Linked DNA regions of Sus scrofa: region 2 is linked to region 1. A link is a contact called in public Hi-C data. All regions are on one chromosome and are shown on one strand. The core of a region is the stretch at or near the end of the contact, and the rest is flanking DNA. Distances in the headings are between cores, read along the strand shown. Region 1 overlaps C14H12orf49 (UPF0454 protein C12orf49 homolog). Region 2 overlaps C14H12orf49 (UPF0454 protein C12orf49 homolog).

Evidence for each region. A called contact is a pair of places that touch in the nucleus more often than the background predicts.
Region 2: a contact with region 1 is called in a Hi-C map of embryonic fibroblasts, with 2.8 times the contacts expected there. The contact joins two enhancer-like sites. A contact is called at or near these places in 3 of 47 Hi-C or Micro-C datasets (embryonic fibroblasts and skeletal muscle) and 1 of 2 datasets of contacts at active chromatin or transcription factors (skeletal muscle).

What each region holds. Positions count from the first base shown.
Region 1 is chr14:35,912,343-35,916,415 of Sscrofa11.1, forward strand. The region is part of intron 5 of C14H12orf49 (UPF0454 protein C12orf49 homolog); the gene reads left to right. Among named protein-coding and RNA genes, the nearest start is that of MED13L, 150 kb to the right of the region's middle. Within about 2 kb of position 2,244, at least 44 of the 83 cell types and tissues checked have an H3K27ac peak or open chromatin away from gene starts, as enhancers often do. A contact at or near this core is called in embryonic fibroblasts and skeletal muscle, where this site is marked.
Region 2 is chr14:36,026,658-36,030,329 of Sscrofa11.1, forward strand. The region is part of intron 5 of C14H12orf49 (UPF0454 protein C12orf49 homolog); the gene reads left to right. Among named protein-coding and RNA genes, the nearest start is that of MED13L, 33 kb to the right of the region's middle. Within about 2 kb of position 1,789, at least 18 of the 83 cell types and tissues checked have an H3K27ac peak or open chromatin away from gene starts, as enhancers often do. A contact at or near this core is called in embryonic fibroblasts and skeletal muscle, where this site is marked.

The DNA of each region.
Region 1 (4,073 bases), core at 994-3,493:
CTAGAAGGTGCAGTGGCATCCACATTAGCAATTTTTCTGCTGCATCCCCCATCCGCCATGGCTCACTTTTTAGTGAGTTGCTTTTGACTGAGCACTAGGGGTAGGGTGGGGGGCAGTTCTCTGCACAGAGACCATGGGGCTGTGGTGGAAGTTGAAGCATCCTGTGCATCTCTTGTGGGGAGATGTGCAGGTGTGTGCCTGACGAGCTCACTCCCATAACCAGCCTTCCGTTATTCTGTGGGGAGGCCTCGTGTCTTGATCTGACACTGAGCAGACAGACCCCAACATGAGAGCCACTCGGTAGTCCCCTCTTCCTCCCTGGGGAGCTGTGGATGTGTTTTCAGTTCCTGATCTAAGTATCACCTTGAGTTTGCTGAGGCAGGGTAGACAGGAAACAGTGTGCAGAGCTAAGGGGTTCTTCCTCAGTTCTGGAGCTCTTGGGTCTGAGATCAGAACCATGTAGGGCTCTCTAGCAAGGCCGATTTGGAGGAACAGAGTAGGAGGCACTGCGGGGTGCAGGGCACTGGCTTGGGAGTCAAGGGACATGACATAAAGGGATATACAGTTCACTCCAAACAGCTTCAATGAAATAGGCAAATTACTAGCCCCAGAATGGGGAGTTCAAGATGGAAACTTCAGCATCACTTGACCTAGAGCTTCAAAAGGTAACATCTGGTCTCTGGCTCCGTCTCTCAGTCCTCTCTCTCTCAGTTTGGATGACCCCTCCTAATGTCATAAAGGCTGCAAGGAGCCTCTGGATTGCCTTTAAGTCCACTTTGTTCCAGAAAAATGCCATTGAACCAAGTTGAGTTCTGTGCCCATCCCTGAGTCCATTACTGTGGCTGGGGAGCCAGGTCTTCCCCTGATGGGCCAGGCTTGGTTCACATGGAGCCAGTAAGACAGCGTGGCTGGGCCATGTGGACCGTAACGGGTGAGGGGAGTTGGAGGCGGGCTGGCTCCTCCTCTTCTTTATGCCCCTGTCACAGGCCTCCCACCCAAAGTACCTGGCCTACTTTCATCAGAAACTTCAGTGGTCACCAAGCCCCAAACCCATCTACTGCTGGGACACGGATGAGTCAGCCATCGCCCCTGCGCCCCACCCCAGCTTCCAGCTTTCCCCTGGGGCTGTTCAGCTGGGAACTGCTTAAAAAGAGAGAGGAGCCTCCAGTGGAGGAGCCCAAAGATGCTCAGATTAGAATCAGGTCCTGGGGAAGAGGGGGTAGGTGCCAGGCAGGTGGAGGGAGAGGATGGGGTCAGAGCAAGCCGAGGGAAGGCAGGTGAAAAGCACAGAGGCAAGAAAAGGCTTAGGGAAACTAAGACCCACAGAGAACAGCAATAATAACAATACCTACTGGCTTAGCTCTGGGGTGAGGGGCGTGGCTTTGTCATGAGGATCTCACCACGGCCCTAGGAGATAGGTACTAGGAAATTACTTCATATATATACAAGGCACTTAGCCCAGTCCCTGGCCACGTAGAAAGTTCCAGATGGATGTGCACTATGATATACATAGTAAAAAATAATAGTAATAATAATAACAGGGAGCCTTGGATGATTTTAGCAAGGGAAAAAATGGGAGTGAGGAATTTGGGAAGAAGGAGAAGAGCAGGATGGCTTAGAGCCATCAGTCTTAAACAGGGGTGATTTACCCCCACCACAAGGGACATTTGGCCATGTCTGGTGACATTTGTGGTTGTCATAATTTGGGAGGAGGATGCTACGGGCATCTAGTGGGTAGAGCCCAGGGATGCTGTTAAACATCCTGCAGTGCACAGGACAGTCCCCGCCACAAAGAAGAATCCAGCCCAAACATTGATAAGTTTAAGGCAAAAAACCTGGATTTAGGTTAAATATGGGGGCTGGTGGAGCACATCGTATAGGTTGTCAGAAGGAGGCTCTGGGCAAGACAAGGGACCTGCCGTGGCCAAATACTAGAAGTTTCCTCCTCCCCACTGCCCGCCCTCCCCCACCAAATGGGCATCAGAGAAAGGTCTGTAGGCCCCAGAAGACGGTGGGCTGCCTTCTCTGCAGCTGCCTGTGCCGCTTCCAAATCCCAGGCCCAAAGTGTTCCTTGAGCGGGTGCAGATGTCCCGCGTCCCTGCTCCTCTTGCCACTTGGAGCCCCCAGCCGGAAAACTGGCCCCCTGGCTGCTCAGCTTGCAGATCACAAAGCCCGGGCAGCGGGCCTACCCTTCAGTCCTCTGAGTCAGAAATGTTGATTTGTTATAGTAACATGAGCACAGGGGAAGTACGGGAGGAAAGTGAGCAAGAGAGAGCACGCTCAACAGTGAGTCAGGAACAGTGAGGCTGACCAAGACAGAGATGGGGAGATTCAGACAGACGCAGCAGGAGAAAGAAAAGTAACGCAGACTGAGAAAGAGATGGGGCCGAGATGGCAGGAGACAGCCTGAGAGTCGAGGGGAAACAGAGAACTGGTCTCAGAGAAGGCAGGACGGATTGAGATGAAGGAAAAGAAAAACGGAGATGGAGAGAGAGAGAGAGAGAGAAGGAGAAGGATTAAGTGTAAGGAAAGACAAAGGAGGAAAAAGAGGAAAGATTTCCTTGCAAACCCCTTGGTCCCGAGCCCATAACTCTCCAAGGGCTTTGCCTTATTTCTGCCACAAAACTGGAGAATCGGGCTCGTTTTCCCGTGGCAGGTCTGGGACGAGCGGGCATTGTTCACATTATTGCTGGTATTCCCTGCTAACTGGACATTAGCCAACAGGAAATTCCTGGGACAAATCTTTCCACTCAGAGTCTTTTAAAACTTTTATTTATTTATTTTAATTTTCCTTCCCCCCACCCCGAGGAATGAAAAAAAGAGAGGGGAAAGGAAAAAAAAGAAAAAGAAATGAGCCACTTGGTACTAGAAAAACATATCCAGCAACAGCCCCAGCCAGGCTGGGGGGGCAAAAGGGGGGTGCCAGAGTCCATTGTGTCCGCTCTGTCCCATTCTTCCTCTGGAAGGATTTATGACCTCACACTCCCATGACATCACAGTGCGTTGCCATGGCCCCTGCTTTATTATCATAAACAAAGGGCTGATCTTTGGGACACTGGCCCTGTGAGGGGCGGGGCGGGGGGAGGCACTGTGTAATGTGTTTTCTTGGGAAGGCAGCTTGTTCGCAAGTCTGAAAAGCTGCAAAAATAGTTGTACACATAGTACCCTCCATGCAGCCCTGTAGCCTCTTGGACAAGTTTGGGATGGAAACAAGGCAGATGAAGTCAGCTCCCTGCAGGAGGATCCTCTGGTTCGGCATGTTTTCCCTGCCAAAAAGCAGCTTCCTGGGCTTCCTTTGCTGCTCTGAACAAGGTTTTCATTCATTCATCCCAAACGCACTGAGCACCTACTAAGTGCTAAACACTGACAGAGCTGAGTTACATAGATGGATGGAAAACCTTGATGTGTGCTGCTGCCCCCCCCCGCCCCCCACTGCCGAAAACCTGGAATATTCAACAAGTACTCAAATATATTAACAGGAATGCCTAAAACTGTAACTTGGGTTAAATGTGCTGAAGGAAGCAAACAGGAAATGAGGACCAGAAGAATGGTGGGAGAGGCCACTTAGACCAGCAGTCTGGGAGGGCTTCTCTGAGGAGGTGACGTTTTAGACACGATGAAGGAAAAGATAGAATCAGCCATGAAGAGTGGGAGCAGGTGGCAGGAAGTGAGCAGGGACAGCTGCTCCAGGGAGAGTGACTGTCGAGATTGAAGTTCCCCTCAGGGGTCTCTTCCCACATATTTTCCAGCATCCTGGAGAGCTGACTCAGAGGAGAGACTTTTAAAGAGGAGTCATTTCGAGAATGCGAGTTGAATAAAGATTCTTTCTAGACCCTGCCACAGCAGAGCCAGCAGACCTTCATTTTCAACTCGAAGGGAGGTTTGCAGACCTGTCAGATTGGCACTTGGTGAAAACAAATTAGCCAGGAGTAGAAACACCTGTAGGACCCCAAACCCTCTCTTCCTGGCTCAGTCAATTGTGCAGAGAGCAGATGATGCTCTTAAGCTGCAGAAATGAGAGAGGCAGGAACAAGGGGAGGGAGGGCAGCAGGTGGGACAGATATGGGCACTGC
Region 2 (3,672 bases), core at 539-3,038, 110 kb after region 1:
GAGCCTATTACTAATCTTACAAACCACCCATTATCCATTCGGTAACTGGCAAATGTGAACTTGGCCCACGTCAGAGCCGAATGATGAGATCCAAGTCGGAAGAAGTGAGAGAAAGAAGAGAAAGTACAAAGATGAGCCAGACGGTTTTCCAACCTGTGAGAACATGTTGTATTTACCAGGCCGGGTACGAAAGCCAAACTGTTCCCGTTTATCTTCTGCTCGGGGCCTGGGTGATGTTTGGGGCGAACAGGTCAGTGCTCCCCCTCGCTTCCACCTGATGATTGGCGTATTGTTTAGAGACTACGAGAGATGATCTTGTGCTCTGGAGGAAGTTGGCAAGAAAGTTTAATTCTATAAAAAGAAATGAGCGGTCAGGATACGGTTTCCTTTTCTGAGTCAAGGCAGAGAAGGGAGTCAGAAATTCCAACCCAGAGGGTCAGGACGGGCTCCAGGACCTGTTGAATCACATCTGAAACATGTTCCCTATGCTCCTTTCTCCTCCCTGTTCTTACAACTGGCCAACTGGGATTACACAACTCACACTAATTTTATTCCACATGTGGCTGTTTCTTATTAGGAGCCCGTATCTTATTTTTTTCCTGTACCATGTCATCTCCTCCTGATTCAGGTGAAGAATTCCATTTCTTCCTTCTTCTTCTTTTTTTTTTTTTTTTTTGGCTGCTCCTCGGCATAAGGAAGTTCCCAGACCAGGGAATCCAATCTGAGCTGCAGCTGCACTGCAACGGGCTGGGGATCGAACCCTCACCAGTGCAGTGGCTGAGTCACTGCAGAAACGACGCCATTCCCATTCCACCACAGTAGGAACTCCCAGGAATTCCATTTAACAGGGGGATTCTGTTCACACTCTTGGCTGAACTCAAAAAAAAATAAGTGCACTCACACTCTTTCTAAAGGTGAGAACTTTTCTGTGTCTTTTAACCCTATAATCTTTCTTTCATTGCCCAGAGTCTTCGTTGTTTCCCCATCCCGAAGCTCTTGACTCAACAGGAATCGATGGAAAAGTGAACATTTGAGTCAATCAATGGAATGCTTTTCGTCACCCAATACCCAACAACTGTTTCTAAAGGGTTTTATCCCCACCTCCACCCACCCCCACCTACCCCCAACCGGAGTGGTACATTTTCTTTTTAACTGACTTCACCAGATGTTTTGGCGGTGCGTAAACCTGGCTTTCCTGTCTTCCAAGTGGATGAAATAGGATCCAAATCACAGCACGTCACCTCAGCTTCTCCAACCAAGTACTTAATGGTTCTTGAGAATAATGTAAAGATTGAGTTCAGTTTTCTTTAGGCCTTGGGCCTATCGGATCCAGGTGTTGGCGTTTTCTGGCCTTCGCCTCTAAAGGTTTCTAGGGAAACCCCAGATTCATGAGTATGAGTTGATTTCCCCACTGTTACCTTTCTTCAATGCTTTAACTTTTCTGGCCACGCATCAGAAACTGTAAAAGTGCACCCCCCCAAGTCCCCTCAAAGGGTGAACAGCAGGAGTGGCATGCACATGACTCAGCCACATCTGGAAGAAAACTGCTCTGTGACTCCCCTTCAGTGTTTGCAACTCCAGGCCCCCATGAGCCAAAGGGGAAACGGGACCCCTCCATTGGCCTCCAGCCTCCCTCTACCTCCTGCCCTGCTTTGCTTAGAACAAGCCTCAGCATGCCAGGCCACCTTGCCAGGCCTTGCCAAAATCCACGAATGGCACAGAGAGCACATTAACCAGATGGAATGCAACATACATGTAAAGAAATAAGAGCTCTGCCAGGAAAGTTGGCAGCAGCTCTGGAATGCTTTAAACAGTGTGTGTGTGGGTAGAAAGAGTGAGCCCAGAGTCGACGAGGCTGCCTCATTCTCAAGAGCTGTTTCTTTTACAGCCATGACCTGTTTTGCCAGTCAAAATAAATACGGTGTTAAATGCCCCCTTTTACTGGCTCCTGATACCCTGGCAATGCAGTCTGAAATATGACCTGCTCTCATTGGAAAAATGTCCTTTTATTTTTTTTTTATTTTTATTTTTTTTGTCTTTTTGCTATTTCTTTGGGCCGCTCCCGTGGCACATGGAGGTTCCCAGGCTAGGGGTCGAATCAGAGCCCCAGCCACTGACCTACGCCAGAGCCACAGCAACGCGGGATACGAGCCGTGTCTGCAACCTACACCACAGCTCACGGCAACGCCGGATCGTTAACCCACTGAGCAAGGGCAGGGACCGAACCCGAAACCTCATGGTTCCTAGTCGGATTCGTTAACCACTGCGCCACGACGGGAACTCCCGGAAAAATGTCCTTTTAACTGAGTGGAAAGGATGTGCCCCTTCTAGGCAGTAAGTAGGAGGGTCATGGATGGCGGGGTCTTCTGAGCCCAGACAGACTCGGGAAGCAGGGGCAGAAACAGCCTTGGAGTCAGTATTGCTTGTTTAGAAGTCGCTGCCTTTAGAAGGTTCCTGGCAGACACAGAGCAACCCTTTGGGAGCATGGGGTTGACTTTTAAGGCTTTCTGTCCCCTTCAATTTTAGCAGGAACAAGAAAGCAGGATCCCTGAGTGTGGGCTATCTCACAAGGCACTCCAGGACAGCCAGGCTTTTCCTTCAGGAGAAAAATAGCCATGCTAACCAGGAATGGCCACGAGTTCAACCCAACTCACGCCATTTAGCTTTGTGGGTTCCCCACGGCCACAGTCCCTCCATGACCACATCAGCCTCTCAGCTTGTGTGAGAAGCCAGTTGGATTTCCCCAAAAGAGTCATTGTAGCATTTTCTGCATACCAGGCACATCAGATATATTTTCCAAATCATCCCATTATCTCGCGAGGTAGGAATATTACTACTCCTGCTTTATATATGAAGAAACTGAAGTTCAGAGAGGTGGAGTCCCCTGTCCACGATTGCACAGCTGTTAAAACGGAAGTAAGAATTTGAACCCCAATCTGTCTGTTCTTAATGATCAGGCTATGAGGGGCCCTTGCTGGCTTCTCCCCAAACAGCTCAAGGCCAGAAACCTCCACAGATTCGCCTCCTTCATTCTCAGAATTCCCCGGTGAGGCAAGGAATTGCACTCCCCATTAAAGATGCCATAGGGGAGTTCCCATTGTGGCATGGTGGAAATGATCTGACTAGGAACCATGAGGTTGTGGGTTCGATCCCTGGCCTCGCTCAGTGGGTTAAGGATCTGGCATTGCCGTGAGCTGTGGTGTAGGCCAGCAGCTACAGCTCCAATTAGACCCCTAGCCTGGAAACCTCCGTATGCCACGGGTGCGGCCCTAAAGAGACAAAAGACAGGGAAAAAAAAAAAAAAAGATGCCACAGGATATATTAGTCTTCTGGGGTGCCTGCAACAAATGATTGCAGACTGGGTGCATAAAAAACAGAAAGGTATTTTCTCTTGGTTCTGGAAGCCAGAAATGAAGGTGTTGGCAGGGCCAGGCTTTTTTTGAAGATTCTAGGGGAGGATCCTTCCTGGCCTCTTGCAGCTTCTGGTGGTTGCTGGCTTTCCTTGTCTTGTGGTCACATCGCTCCAGCCTCTGCCTCTGTCTTCCCATGGGCTTTTCATGTGTGAGACCCTCCCCTTCTCTTCTCTTCTAAGGACACTTGTATTGCACTTAGGAACTCTTCTGGTTTTTTGTTTGTTTGTTTGTCTTTTTGCTATTTCTTTCGGCCTCTCCT